5 separate regions of the Mus musculus genome follow, and all the other regions are linked to region 5. Evidence: chromatin contacts called from public Hi-C and promoter capture Hi-C data. All regions are on one chromosome and are shown on one strand. Each heading gives the region's core, a stretch centred on a gene start, on an enhancer-like site or on the middle of the called end of the contact. The rest is flanking DNA. Distances are from core to core; before and after follow the strand shown.

What was found. Hi-C and Micro-C count contacts between places; a contact is called where the count stands out from the background. Capture Hi-C pulls out chosen DNA fragments and counts their contacts.
Region 1: a contact with region 5 is called in a Hi-C map of muscle stem cells, with 3 times the contacts expected there. The contact joins two enhancer-like sites. A contact is called at or near these places in 2 of 15 datasets of contacts at CTCF or cohesin (large pre-B cells and pro-B cells), 13 of 484 Hi-C or Micro-C datasets (the HPC-7 cell line, bone marrow-derived macrophages, cortical neurons and 6 more) and 3 of 115 datasets of contacts at active chromatin or transcription factors (bone marrow-derived macrophages, fibro-adipogenic progenitors and large pre-B cells).
Region 2: a contact with region 5 is called in a Hi-C map of myocytes, with 3 times the contacts expected there. The contact joins two enhancer-like sites. A contact is called at or near these places in 8 of 484 Hi-C or Micro-C datasets (3T3-L1-derived adipocytes, the G1E-ER4 cell line, the HPC-7 cell line and 4 more) and 1 of 115 datasets of contacts at active chromatin or transcription factors (pancreatic cancer cells).
Region 3: a Hi-C map of muscle stem cells shows a contact between it and region 5, with 2.0 times the contacts expected there. The contact joins two enhancer-like sites. A contact is called at or near these places in 1 of 15 datasets of contacts at CTCF or cohesin (the NIH/3T3 cell line), 2 of 484 Hi-C or Micro-C datasets (the HPC-7 cell line and muscle stem cells) and 1 of 115 datasets of contacts at active chromatin or transcription factors (embryonic stem cells).
Region 4: a promoter capture Hi-C map of adipose tissue shows a contact between it and region 5. The contact joins two enhancer-like sites. A contact is called at or near these places in 1 of 15 datasets of contacts at CTCF or cohesin (the NIH/3T3 cell line), 1 of 115 datasets of contacts at active chromatin or transcription factors (bone marrow-derived dendritic cells) and 1 of 9 other capture datasets (adipose tissue).

What each region holds. Positions count from the first base shown.
Region 1 is chr4:95,864,000-95,866,699 of GRCm38.p6, reverse strand. The region is part of intron 14 of Fggy (FGGY carbohydrate kinase domain containing); the gene reads right to left. Among named protein-coding and RNA genes, the nearest start is that of Hook1, 100 kb to the left of the region's middle. Within about 2 kb of position 1,274, at least 13 of the 459 cell types and tissues checked have an H3K27ac peak or open chromatin away from gene starts, as enhancers often do. A contact at or near this core is called in fibro-adipogenic progenitors, muscle stem cells and uterus, where this site is marked.
Region 2 is chr4:95,157,520-95,160,219 of GRCm38.p6, reverse strand. The region is part of intron 3 of Junos (a long non-coding RNA gene); the gene reads right to left. Among named protein-coding and RNA genes, the nearest start is that of Gm12708, 34 kb to the left of the region's middle. Within about 2 kb of position 1,374, at least 42 of the 459 cell types and tissues checked have an H3K27ac peak or open chromatin away from gene starts, as enhancers often do. A contact at or near this core is called in muscle stem cells and myocytes, where this site is marked.
Region 3 is chr4:95,732,306-95,735,005 of GRCm38.p6, reverse strand. All of the region lies in intron 6 of Fggy (FGGY carbohydrate kinase domain containing), which reads right to left. Among named protein-coding and RNA genes, the nearest start is that of Fggy, 180 kb to the right of the region's middle. Within about 2 kb of position 1,450, at least 81 of the 459 cell types and tissues checked have an H3K27ac peak or open chromatin away from gene starts, as enhancers often do. A contact at or near this core is called in muscle stem cells, where this site is marked.
Region 4 is chr4:95,820,620-95,823,319 of GRCm38.p6, reverse strand. Fggy (FGGY carbohydrate kinase domain containing) reads right to left here. Exons shown (of 16, transcript NM_001113412.1): 11 at 1,195-1,342. Among named protein-coding and RNA genes, the nearest start is that of Hook1, 150 kb to the left of the region's middle. Within about 2 kb of position 1,264, at least 43 of the 459 cell types and tissues checked have an H3K27ac peak or open chromatin away from gene starts, as enhancers often do. A contact at or near this core is called in adipose tissue, where this site is marked.
Region 5 is chr4:95,461,797-95,464,496 of GRCm38.p6, reverse strand. No RefSeq gene overlaps it. Among named protein-coding and RNA genes, the nearest start is that of Gm12707, 22 kb to the left of the region's middle. Within about 2 kb of position 1,351, at least 22 of the 459 cell types and tissues checked have an H3K27ac peak or open chromatin away from gene starts, as enhancers often do. A contact at or near this core is called in adipose tissue, fibro-adipogenic progenitors, muscle stem cells and 2 more, where this site is marked.

The DNA of each region.
Region 1 (2,700 bases), core at 25-2,524, 400 kb before region 5:
ACCTTAACTGCTGGCTTACACAGCATCTACCACTCTTTTGTCCTTAGAAAAGACTAGCAAAATGCCAATTCTTTGGTTAAGTAAAATCGGGCACCATTACATCTGTATGACACCCAATCCAGGAGGTTCAGAAGCGTATTTATATATTAACATCTCGATGGACTTGCACTATGAAGATATTTAGTTAATTTAACTTGAGCATTTTCCATCACATAGTTAATTTGAGTACTGTCCAGGCCAGTGCTTCCCAGTGTTGTCTTTTAACATGTCAGAGCGCAGTGTTTGGGAAATCATCACTTGTAGAGAACTTGTTTCATTAGTAAAGCTTCCTCTTGTTTCTATCAAGCCTTTGGTCCGGTTCTCTCTTCCTACCTAAAACAGCATAGAAAGAAAGGCAGGCCTAAAACTGGGTCTGATACAAAGCCACTGTAGGCAAGACTCCTCTGAAGACAGAAAGGGGCCTGTGACTGATCGGAGCACTCTAAAAGGCACCAGAGCATCTGGTGAGTGTGAGTACTGCCATCAGTGCCCCACGGAGGTGTTGAGCTTGACATACATATGTCATTTCAAATGTTCTTCCTGCTCCTTCCTCTTCTCCTCTGCCATCCCTGCTGTTAACACTTATGGCGGCCTGCCAGGCAGCCAGCCTTTCTGTGCCCTTCCAGGACTCATTTAAGCCTCATCTCCCACCTTACTAAGAGAGCACTGGTGTCATCCCCATTTTCCATGGGGTAAACTGAAGTGCAGGGAGAATGAAGAGAGCCCAGATTGTGTAAATCAGGCAGGGCATGTTGCAGATTTATAATAGGAAATGTTGCTGGGAAGCTGAGGCTCTGAATATCTGAGCCTTGGGCTTTTTACTAAGACAAAGGAGAGAGAGCAGCCCTGTCTACCTCACTCCAGCATGAGTTCTTCCAAACCTGGCTGGAAAATGTTAATCACATTACAGTTTACTAAGCACTTCCATATCCCTCATTATATCAAACCTCCTGACGATGGTTATGAAATATCACTGTTCTATTTTACGGAGGTTTGAACGGACTTCCAGAAAGCTACTATAGTAATACTGACTTAATATGATCGCCTCTCATGTTTGTCAGTAGACTTGCTGAAGTCCACAGGATACAGTTAAGGCTCAGACTTAAATCTTCCAAGGCTGAGCTTAAGTCCCCCCTCGTCCCTCCAGCATGGAGCTCGACACCATGCCTCTAGCACTGTCAGACCAGCTGTAGCAGAGAGCTTACAGCATCAGCTCGGTATGCTGTTGATGTGGCTTTTTAAAATGACTCAACATTCAACATTAATTTTTCTCCCATTGCCATGGTGATGGCTTACTACTGCTGGAAGGTGACCATGAGATGGCCAAGGCAAAATTATTTTCCTTATTTTCCTAATACTCTCCAGCAACTCGTTTTTGTTATGGTTGTTTTCATTTTGCCCTTTAATCTAATGGAATGAGGCTTTTGCCATATAATATGATTTGGGGCTTCTCAAACTGGGATCCAGGTTGAACCTGCAGTGGTCACTTAGGAGTTCAGGAGACATTCCCTTTTCTCAGAACAGAAGACTGTGTGACCAGCTTTGGTTCAAGCACCATCTATGACACTAGCTATCTCATCATATGAAGAATATTTCTGGGTCTTGTCTCATTCATTTGAAATAAGGAGGCCTATTAGGCAAGGTTAGTTCATGAATTTATATAACACTAACATAAAATTTAGAATGCAATGCATACATAAGAAACAGGAGTAGCAGTTGCAACAATGAACATAATAGCGATGATTACTGTTTTCAGAGAACAAATGAGACAGGTTCAGAGTTAGGAGTCAAAGACATTTATTGTCATTCAGCTATCAATCATGCTAATTAGCTCTTCCATCAAACCTGTTCTTTTCCTTTTTAACTCTTGACCCAAGATATAATATGCATTTACATTTATTGTTTCACCATCTTGCCCACTCAATTGTAGATGTGATGAGGATTTTACTTGTCCAAATACCTAGGGCTATTTGCTTAATGAATGAAAAGGATTTGCCAAGCAGCATGTCTGTGTCTGGCTGTGTTAGACACTAGAGATAGGGAAATGAGTTAACCGAAATTCTTATTCTTGGGGCATTTACATAAAGGGTCTTTATCAAGGACAAACATGAAGGGAATGGACATCTACCAGTGACTCTATTAATCTAATGGCATGGGTGGGATTAAACCTTACATGATGTTCCAGCACAGGGTCGGGTCCTGATATCTCAAAGCTTTAAGTGCTGAGAAGGAATTAAGCTGACACTGTTAATTCCAACCTCCGTCCATCAGCAAAGGATGATGGTGAAGGCAGGGAGGACCTGTTCCATGGCTCTTCCCAGATGTCTCCTCTGGTAGTGAAGCCAGAGGTCAGAGTCCCAGATAGAAAGCCAATCTCAAAAAGCATCCTGGGAAGAATTCTACCTGCAAGAGCTGACAGAGAGTCTCTTTGTAACAAGTCACCAGACACTGTCTGATAGACGGAAGCACCTCCCTACTAGAGAGTCAGTTTGACAGCTGTGAAGGTACACAGCCCCATGGTGACAGCTTTCCAGTCTATCTTGCTTAATAGTCAGGCTACTTTGTCATTATTTTATCATGCATCTTTAGGTATCTAAAATTCATTCATTATTTCCTGTTAAACAATGTGGCTCAGCCCTTGTGTTCAGCGGGGACCTTCTA
Region 2 (2,700 bases), core at 125-2,624, 300 kb after region 5:
GACCTTTGAAACCAGGTTTCAAGAGTTGACTTCAAGGCCTGTCTTAGCAGACCTCTAACCACGGGCCAAGTACTTAACCTCTGTGTGCCTATGCTCCTATTCTGTGAAGTGTTATGGATAATACCTAGTCCACAGAATTCTAGGCATTAGAGACGGTGCTTTAAGCAGGTGGCAGGGATTCGGTGTGTGCGCAGCAGTGCTTTGGTGCTCTCTGCCTAGAGAAACCTTCCTCCCCCTTTCTCTTCTGGGAGAGTGTGTATTTATAGTCCAATGTCACCTCCTTTCTGGAACCTCCCTTGCTTTATTGGCAAGGTAATTGGATGCTTTGTCTTCTATGTTCCCATCTCTTTCATAGTACCTTAGAGGACCCTTCATGCTCCAATTAGGTTGTCTAATGTGGTGTGTTTTCCTTCTTTATTCGACTACAAGTTCTTAAAGAGTGGGGACTATCTACAATTTGCCCCATCTCTAAGAAACCAGGCAGTCCCCAGAGCAGGGTGAGCTCTTGACACTCTCTTGAGTGAGTGGGTGGATGGGTGAGTGGGTGGGTGGATGGGTGAGGGGGTGGGTGGATGGGTGAGGGGGTGGGTGGATGGGTGAGGGGGTGGGTGGATGGGTGAGGGGGTGGGTGGATGGGTGAGTGGGTGGGTGAATGGGTGAGTGGGTGGGTGGAGGGTGAATGAGTGGGTGGATGGGTGAGGGGGTGGGTGGATGGGTGAGGGGGTGAGTGGGTGGGTAAGAGGGTGGGTGGATGGGTGAGGGGGTGGGTGGATGGGTGAGGGGGTGAGTGGGTGGGTAAGAGGGTGGGTGGATGGGTGAGTGGGTAGGTGGATTGGTGCTGATGGATGGATGATAGGTGAAGTAATCCTCCCAGGACTGTGAAATTCGAGTCCAGAGTCTGTGTTTAGTTTATGTGGAGAATATCGCATTTTTGAGTTTCTGTTTTGCCATCTGGATCTTGGAATAAAAGCACTGTATTTGGGGGTCAGAAGTTTAGGGCAGATGTATACATACATGACAGCACACAGATGTATACATACATGTATACATACATGACAGCACACAGGAAAGACTGCAGAGGAGTCAGTGTTTGTACTCTAGCCCCAGCTCTACCCCTTGTTAACAGGATGGTCTTTGACCAATCTTGACCTTGTTATAATGGGGAAGGCAGAACACACTCATGACCTGTTGAGAAAATCAAGAGATATTCTTTGTAAAAAGCCTGGGGTGCAGAACATATATATATTCAGAAATTAAACTTGCCTCCCTTCCACACCTACCCCCTTTGTCTGTTCTCCAGACACATAGGCCTGGACGCTCAGTACCCAAGACAGCTGTTCAGATGCCATATTTTGCTCAGAGTGACTAATGCCCCTTAAGCCAAGGTTGGAAAGCTGACTCCCGAACCAAGTTTAAACTTGAGTGCTGAGTTAGAAGCAGGGAATGCGGCTGACTGGTTGATTTAATTAATAAGGACACTTTTGAAAGAGAGCCCTTTTAAAACCAACAAACATTCCAAGGAAATTGAAAGCAAGAGCTAATCCATGATTTCATGTGTAGGTTTCTCGTGTGACTGAGAGAGTCCTTATGTAAAAATATGAATAATAAATCGTCCAAAGCCCACGTGAGCATTTTTTTCAAACTCTTAAGAGCAGTGGTTAGAATTGGCTTTGGAATCAATTAGCCAGTTAATTGGGGTACTATGTTGTAACAAATCTTAACTGTCCTTCTACTACACTATAGTATATTCTAATAAACTATTCAAAATCCTCCAAGTATACTTATCAGTTACTACTGGACCTAGAATATTAGCACATCACACATGAAGCCCCCCAGTCATCCCCCACCTTCTTACTCTGATTTCGAAAAGGCTGAAATGGGGGCACCGAGGGCCTTGGGCCTGAGCTTACCCATGGCTCAGCCAGGGAACATTTGGCAGGAGAACTCAAAGGGGAAACCTGAGAGTGCAGGACCTGAGAGATGTCCTCCAAGACGTAGGGATCTTATTAGCAAAGCCAAGCGCCCTGCCAAGGAGGGCATGTGTCTGAATACCCAAAGAAAATAGGATACAACTCACTTTAATGTCAGCACCTCCAAAACTTGGGGGGGCTACTTGCATTTCTGCCTTTTTCTTTTTTAACTCCCCAGCCCATATCTTGACCAATGCACGTTTCTGTAGCTCTCTCCTGAAAATTGCCTTAGAAGCCCCTGACAGAGAACAGTTCCCCTCCTTTCCCCTATATGCTTAATGGTACACAGTGTTCCCATTGGGATCTCGCTTCAAGACAATGAATGATGTGCTGTCCTTCTTCTCTCATCTCCCCAAGCTTCCTCTTTTTCTCTGCATTCATGGAGAAGTAATTGGTCCATGCTAAACCACAAGGGCTTGCCGAGCTCTGTGAGCTACAGACCTGGGAAAGCTTCCCCACCATCCAGACAGCCAGCATTTTCATAACCTCCATTTTTTTTCTGGCCTTTGTACATTTTTCTCCTGTCTCCCTTCAGCAAATAGCTTTTGCCTACTTTCTATCCTTTTCTGTAGATCAGCTTCCATTTTCTGTAAATGGAAATATGCCATGTAGACACTTTGACGAGCTTCTTTCTCCGAGCACAGTTGTGTTGGCACACCAGTGTCTTCGGTCTGTGGATTTTCTTGTGGGGCAAGATCTGGGCTCATCTAGAACACAGACCGATGCTGCG
Region 3 (2,700 bases), core at 201-2,700, 270 kb before region 5:
TTACTTCCCTGTGCTCTCTTGTGTTTTACTTTGAACAAGTGTTTCTTATATAATAGTTTTAGAGGTGCTTCTCTTCTGGTTTGGTAAGAAAGGAAGAAAGAAAGAAAGAAAGAAAGAAAGAAAGAAAGAGAGAGAGAGAGAGAGAGAGAGAGAGAGAGAGAGAGAGAGAGAGAGAGAGAGAGAGGGAGGGAGGAGGAGTGGGGAGGGAGGGAGGGAAGGAGGAAGGAGGCAGGCAAGCAAGCAAACTAACAACAAATAAACAAACCATTTCATCTATTCTACAGAATCCTATATAGAAAATACTTGAGGAAGAATTAAGGTATGAATTTGGGAGAAAGACTGAGATAAAATATGGGACAAAGCCAGGATGTAGAATAGTGCTCTTAGGATCTCATATTTGTGATCCTTTTAAAGATTCTAAACATTCAAGTACATGAGCACATGTACTTCTAGAAGTTTCTAGAAAAATAAAAATTAAAAATTAAAAAAAAACCACTTGATTTCTGTAACAGTACAGATAGGATGTGCTGTGAAGTACTCTCCTGAACCATCTATGTCCTTCCAGATCATGACCTCGTGTGTTTGCTTAAAACAAACCAAATTGGCTTAAGTTTAAATAAAAACAAAATGAGAGCAAATTTCCTGCATCTTTTCCAAGTCCTGTTCCTCACGCTAAAGATAGGAGAGAAACCCATGGGCAATTCACCTACACTCTGATCTCTGGCTGTGTTACTTGTTCACCTTCAGATATCAGATGGCCCTGAGGATTCCTGGGCCCCATGAATTCCCATGTGAATGGACATATTTGGCCTGAGTGGTCCAAGCTGGAGCCTACAATTATCGGGTAGCTGCAGTCCCTCTTCACAAGCAGAGCTCCTATTACAACAAACCTTCCCCTACCAGTTTTTCAATTATCTATGACTAATGAGCACTCTGGGAACAGTTTCAGACACACACATAATCCTCTTTCCTGATGTCAGCAGCAGAAATTAATGACTATGTGGATTGCTGGGAGACAGAAGATGCATTATAATGGTCAACAGAACTGTTATCCTCTCCAGGAAGGGGGGGGAGGGTATTGAATTAACTGGAAGGTTCAGTGTTCCTTTGTATTCTGAGAGGGAGATGAAACACAGGGGGAGATCTGGCTCCAGGCCCACGGAAATGTCAGAGAGGTTTGGGCGTGGGTGGCATGCGACCCTGCTTCCTTATGCTTGCTGTGGAATGCTGGTACCAGCTCGGTTGGGCAAGGCTGACAGGCCAACCAGATTATGTCCAAGATTGTGCTAAAGGACACTTTGCCTTGCCAGTTGGAGAGAATGCTGGAATTATTTCAAACTCAAGTTACTTTCAATCTGATTTAAAAGTGGGTAACAAGACTGAGAACATACAATTCTCAATCACTATGCAGTATTCAGAGGCATTTCTTAAGTTTGGCGTTTCACACAGACATGACACATGCTTGAATGGTTCCAGAGAATGGTAAGGCCTATCCTGACTCAGATCACATGGGTAGGTCAGCTCTGAGGATTTTCTAGAAAACTGGGACAACTGATAGAAAATGGCTAAAAGGATTGTAGTAGTCTTGGCTCCTGAATTGGAGTTACACTTGTATTAAATGATTCATCCAAGTAGAGACTTCCTGAGAACCCAAAGCTAGTGTTCTTCTTCCACTCTTTAAGGACAGCATCTGATACACCTCCTAGAAATCATGTCATTGTGACTAGAAACTAAATTCCATTTCCATTACTGATTTCACATCAAATTGTATGATATTCATTATCACTTATTATAGAAACGGTGGGTGAATAGACATCTACTGTGTGCACACACTGTCCCAGAGTAGCACCTAGGTTAAGGATTAAGATAGAGGAGATCTTTCTAGCAGGTACTAGTTCTTTCTAATACCACTTCTGAATTACATCTGTTAGTTAACATGTCTTATAATTACTCCATAGTTTAGACAGTTTGATACACATGGAAGATCCCTGACTTTGTATTCTTACTTGGTATTAATATGCCTTATACTCCATATGCTTTAAATGTACTTTTAAATAACTCTTACATACCATATCCCTATATTTGGTTTTATACATCTCTTCCAGTAGAAAGATAATAGCTCACAGACTTTTCTCTCTACATCTTATTTCTTTCACTCCCAAGTATCTAAAACATACTTTTAAAAGTAATGTTTACTTTAGCAAAATTACACATTTTTGTTTATTTTTTAAGATCATAAGACATAGATCAATCACCTTGAACAAAAAGATTAAAGTTGCACACCTATATGTGCCCACCTTGTACAGAGTTTCAGTAGAAAGTAAACAAAACAGATGAACACTAAATTTGACTCTCAACCCTGGATATTACTGGGGGATAAATTAGTAAATTAGTAAAGAAACTAATATAATCCCACCAGTGATCCACTCTCATTTCTAACTCAGGACAATGACACACATCAAGAGCAATGTACATACCTAGAAAATGGCAGAAGGCATGCTGGCACAAAGACTCTTCCTATGGCAGCAAGAGACTACATATACCAGATTCTTGCAGAATACAGCTCTCAAGTCCTCCCAGCTGGACAAGCTGGTTCAAAGAAATCTAATTAGCAACTAGTTACTGCAGTAGGTCAGTGAGCTGAAGAGCAGTATGAACATCTTGTATTTCAACAACATAATTATTCAAGTCCATGAGCTG
Region 4 (2,700 bases), core at 15-2,514, 360 kb before region 5:
TGAATTTAACCACAAACCTTAAATTCCTGAAGCCAGTAGGCCTTCTCACAGTTAATGTTGCTCCTGCATGTTAGTGGCATTTGCTCAGAGACTACCTTCTCACTTCCCATTTTCACTTTCCTTACACTCCCCTTCCTAGACTTGGCATTTAGGAATTCTTATGTGGTCCATTAGAACTGAAAGTTCTCTTCCTCTCTAGATTTAACTTGTTTCATTCACCTCCAAGCCTAGCTCTCAGTGTTCTCAATAGCCAGCCTCCTCACAGCTACAGATCCTGTCTGGCTTGGAGGTACTACAGCCTCATCCAGGTGTGAGCTTGCCACCAATTTCCTCCTGAACTCTACAGGAGGGCTCATGATCTCTGGGCTGAATGTAGCCTTAAAGATTCTTAATAGCAAAGAGTATACATGGAAGGATCCAAGGTTCCAGATACATATGTAAAAGAGATTGGCCTTACCTGACATCAATGGGAGGGGACGGAGGCTTGATAGCCAATCATAGGGGGACGATAGTGGGGTTAGATGGGAGTGGGTGAATGGGTGGAGGAACACCCTCACAGAGGCAAAGGGGAGGGAGGAGAGAGATGGGATGGGGAAGTTTGTGGAGAGGTAACTGGGAAGGGGAATTTCATTTGAAATGTAAATGAAGAAAATGATTAATAAAAATAAATAAAAAACAAAAATAAAAAAGAGCAGACTTGATCCCCCAATATTAGTTATTAATTATATTTTTAGCTGAAGTTAAATCTGAAATTCTGAAATTTTGCTATGGGCTCAGAACAGCCATGGCTCTCAGGCTTGCTTCAGGAAGTGGGACCATGGGTGGTAATATTTACCACTGAGGTAGTGGGTAGCCTGGAGACAGAGATGGAAAACATGACTACAAATCAGTGTAAATGTAAAAATGACATAGGCAGGACTTTCAGCCACACCAGGGCAGTAAGACACAGCAGTAGTTGAGTACAGAAATACTATCTCAAAGGCGCTCTGAGCTGGCTTGGAAACAACAACAATGGCTAACAGATCTTTCTGGAGAGCAGGAGCAACCTGACCAAGGCAACTGACAAAAGCCAGCTCTTCTTGGCCACCTTTTCTCAGTTGTTCCCTCTTTTCCTGTCTCCTCACTTTGTGTCTTCCAAACTTTGCAACCCCTTGGCTGGCCTTCACCTCCGTGCATGGACTGGCTTTTACTTACCATGCCCTTCAGAGTCAGATCTGCTAAGGGAGACCGGTTGCCATGGAAATCTGGCCAAACATGTAAATCAACAGTGAGGAAACCCACAGGCTGAGCCTTCTTAATCAGATCCAGGTGACTATTCAAATATGCATATATACTCTGGCATCTGGAAAAGAAGTGGATTTTGATTTTAAAAGGGGATAGGGTTGAAAAGCAAATTATTCTGCAGAAAGAAACCATTTGCACTTCGATATCAGACCCAGGAAAGCAAAGAGGGCTCTCAAAAGCTTGAGCAAAGCAGCTGCTCTTATATGAAACTAGCCCCTGAACTCTCACAACACACTGTCATGCCAGGGCAGCACTTCCCATGGAAAGGCTTGGAGTCAGGAGACCTGGTCAGACAATGGCTTCACTCCTGGTAGGTGTGTACACATGAGCCAGTTATTCCAAGCTCTCGAACTGTCCTCTTCTCATCTGTAGAAACATCCTACAATCTCTGTCCAACTTACCTCATATGGTTATTATGAAGATCAAAGACCATGTATGCAAACATACAGCATTCTGTAAACTGCAGTACAATATGGTGCATATGCAAAGGATTTATTTAAATCTGTCTTCCTAATTGTAAAAATGATGAAATGACAAATAGAGATAAATATACGCTCCTGGATCCAATGAGTGAGCGTCATACACACAGTAAGGATCAAGAATTAGACATGGGATTCAGAACCATGACTTTGAAAGGCTATCGTGTAGGTTTTCCCATTTTAAGTTTTAGTTGATTGAGGTGTAAAATGGTGGAATTGGAATGACCCCCTTAATCAATGACATTTCTCAGGTCAAAAGATGACAAACTTGGGAGTGAAAACAGTGCAAGTTTCAGATACTGTTTTCTATCCTGGCTACAGTTAGCCTCTCTGAATGTCTATTTCCTGTTCATTATGTAGTATAATAATACTTACTTCATAATGTAGTATCATAATACTTCACTGGGTTAAGTTTTACTGTGGGACACAGTTCACTAGCTAGGGAATCTGGGGAAAATGAACCTTCCAAAGCTCTGAACCAAAGATCCCAAAGATGGACCAGAAAACCTCAGAGAGACAAAGCATGGGCAATGCCCACAGGAGGTTAGCAGCTAGAATACTTCTGCCAATATTTGTGATTTGCATTCTTAAAATGCTTTAGAAGAAGTGACTTCAAGTTCATATTTTGCAATGCCAGGAGTGTCCCCATGGATACCATGATGTTTCTGTAGGTTTCTGAAAAAAAAAATCATAAAAATAGTTTCAAACTCTCTTTTCCTCTCTATCAGTGAAAACTGTGTGTGTGTGTGTGTGTGTGTGTGTGTGTGTGTGTGTGTGTGTGTGTGTGTGTGTGTTTCTGTTCTGGAAATGAAACTTAGAGTTTTGAGAATGCCATCCAAATGCTTAACCACTGAACTATAAACACAGGTCCAGTGAAATTTCTTTTAGTAAGTAAAAAATGTATATGAAATTCTAATGCAAAACGTGGAGAAAACCA
Region 5 (2,700 bases), core at 102-2,601:
GGACAGTCATTTGAAATGTAGAGATATAGTCTCCAACCTGATGCTAATTCTCTCTTTGCATGTGGATCCCAAAACTGTTAGTACTGACGGAGGATAATTTTAAGTTTGAGATCAGTTGTAGCCTGACACTGAGACTCTTTCTCAAAAAAGCAAAATAACATGTAGAATCTTGAAAAAGTAAATCTAAAACACTTTCCTTTTTAATGAAACTTTCTATGATATATTGGTTTATTACTTTAGTGTTAACTTTATTTGAATTACACCTTTGAAAATTGGAGCATAAAAGTGACAACTAATGACTTTGTTATTTTCCATTTAAAAAAGAGGAAGGGGGAGAGATGACTCCTGCTGAGGACATGCCCTGAGAAGGATATTTTCTCTAAGCTATTTCACCAAAATGCAAAGTTCAATATTTCTCTCTTTCCAAACTGAATTTTTATTAAAAGTATGAGATTCTAGGCTTTAGAGAGCGTGTACATGCCAGAGGAATATCTTCCCCAAATTGTGCCCAAGCTCACATACAACATGCAATCAATCTCACTGAACCCACTAACCTCACTATGGGATGTGCATCACTGCTTTTAGTTTTGCAGCTGATAAACTTCAAGGAGGCGGAATAACTTGCACATAGCTATTGTGTAGGGACTCAGCTGGCTCTTTCCTCTATACCTCTTATGCTTCGAGTCTGTAGACGGGGCTAACACCCAAGTGGCCTCAGTCAGATTCTTTCAGGATGTCACAACAGGCATTTGGGGTTGGGCCTGAGTGTAGCTCCTCCAGAAACAGCTGCACGTACAGGGTGGGGGGATTACTGGGGAGGCCACTGGGGAGGCCTGGAGGGTGGTGACCTGGTATCCAGGGAGGCAGGCAAAGCAGATTTCCAGAAAGTTTGGGCTGGGCAAGAGTAAGAGGTCCAGGCAGCTGTCCCAGGCACAAATTCCAGCAGATTTCCAAAGAGAAAGTTCAGTACCCAGGAATCTGTGAAGCCCAACGGCATGTAGCAAGGCAAACTAGAGAATCAACAGCTTATGAGCTGGGACTAAGCAGTTCAAATGCTCAGGGGTCATGGGTACGTTGATGCCTCAGGTGACTGAAACAGAGCCCTCCCCATGGAATAAGAGAGATGGAGTACCATGGTGGTTGAGAAGAAGATTTCTGAGGCCATCTGGGTTGTTGCCAACCGAAGCTGATGGATGTTAGCTGTGTGGCCTTGAAAAGTTACTTCAGTGTTCTGCATCCATCAAATGGAGATGCTGATGTGGACATGAGATAAGAGGAGGGGAACAGAACAACACTGGACTTCTCTCAGTGGTCTGAGCTGCAGGCACTCGTCATTATTGCTGTGGATGACGTTCATGTGGTGGTTAGAGGCCAAGGGCATAGAAATCACAGACAGCAAACCTTGGCACAGAGGCTATCTGTGCAAGGGATGCTATCAACATGCTTGGGTGGGTTATCTCATGCAAAGTGTGGTACAGGGAGTCTAAGAGGGAAAGTGCAAGAGTGAAATTAGAGTTGGAAGAATTTAATTGATATCTCTACCTACTATTCAAAATTGTGAAAATACAGTTGGCCATCCCTTATTCAAAATATATAGGCATAACATGTTTCAAATTATTTGGATTTTGTTATTCACCTGTTAGAAAATCTTAATCAACAAATCTATGATGCAGAAGTGCTCCACAATCTGCTTTGGGAGCACTCCAAACTTGGGATCTTTGGATTAGGGATGCTCAGACTGCAGCGACTGAGAGTTAACCAGGCCCTTCAAAACTGCCAGCTAAGATGTGGAGGACTTAACTCGGATGATCTCACTTGTTGACTATGAACTATGGGCAAGTTGCCTGACCTCTGTGTATCTTCATTTCTCCATTTGTGAAAAGAGGGAGGGAGTCTCACGTGTTTATTATGAGTTATGAAAGTGGATACAAGTATTCTACCCCTGGCCATGTAATTTTATTAAAATGTCTCTTGAATGACAAAGTCTGTGATAGAATCAGAGGCTGCCTGGTTACTTCAACTCGATTTTAGGCTAACAAGAAGGAAAAAGCTAGGGTGATTAAAATAGCATTATTTAAGTCCTCACACATTTTACCTTGTTTTAGGTAGGGCTTAGATTTTAATTAGGAGTTAGGCCTCTGCATCAAGAGAACCTTTAGAAGCAGCTTTGTCCGGCCACAGGTTATTGTGTCCCTCCTCTCCAGGGTTACCAGGAATGCTGAATATTTGCATGTTAGTGTTAACAAGCTTCTTGTTGGAGACCTGGTTTCTATGACACAATGAGAAAAAAACTAATTCCTACTCCCTAAGTTTATAGTGAGGCACAAGCAAGAAACTATAAAAAGACTCTGAAGGTGATATTTTCAGTCCCTAGGAAAGTCTACCTACAATGTTTGAGGAGCAAATAATTTATTGTGTTTTTGGCCATTTGCCAAGCTGTTTTCATGTTTTGGTGTGAATTAATCCCTTGTGAAGAGCCACATGAATGTTAGTTAGGCTACAGGCTAAGCAGCTGTATGAGACAGTCCCCTATTGAACTTATACAGGAGTGAAGTTCATAACTAACTGCTGAAGAGCATGCCACTTTTCAGGTGAGTAAGCTGAGACTTGACAGTTTAACTGATGGATGTACAATTTGGAGCTGAAAATCAATGACGTGTTTTAAGTGTTTTAATTCTAGTGTTTTAAGAGATAAAAATG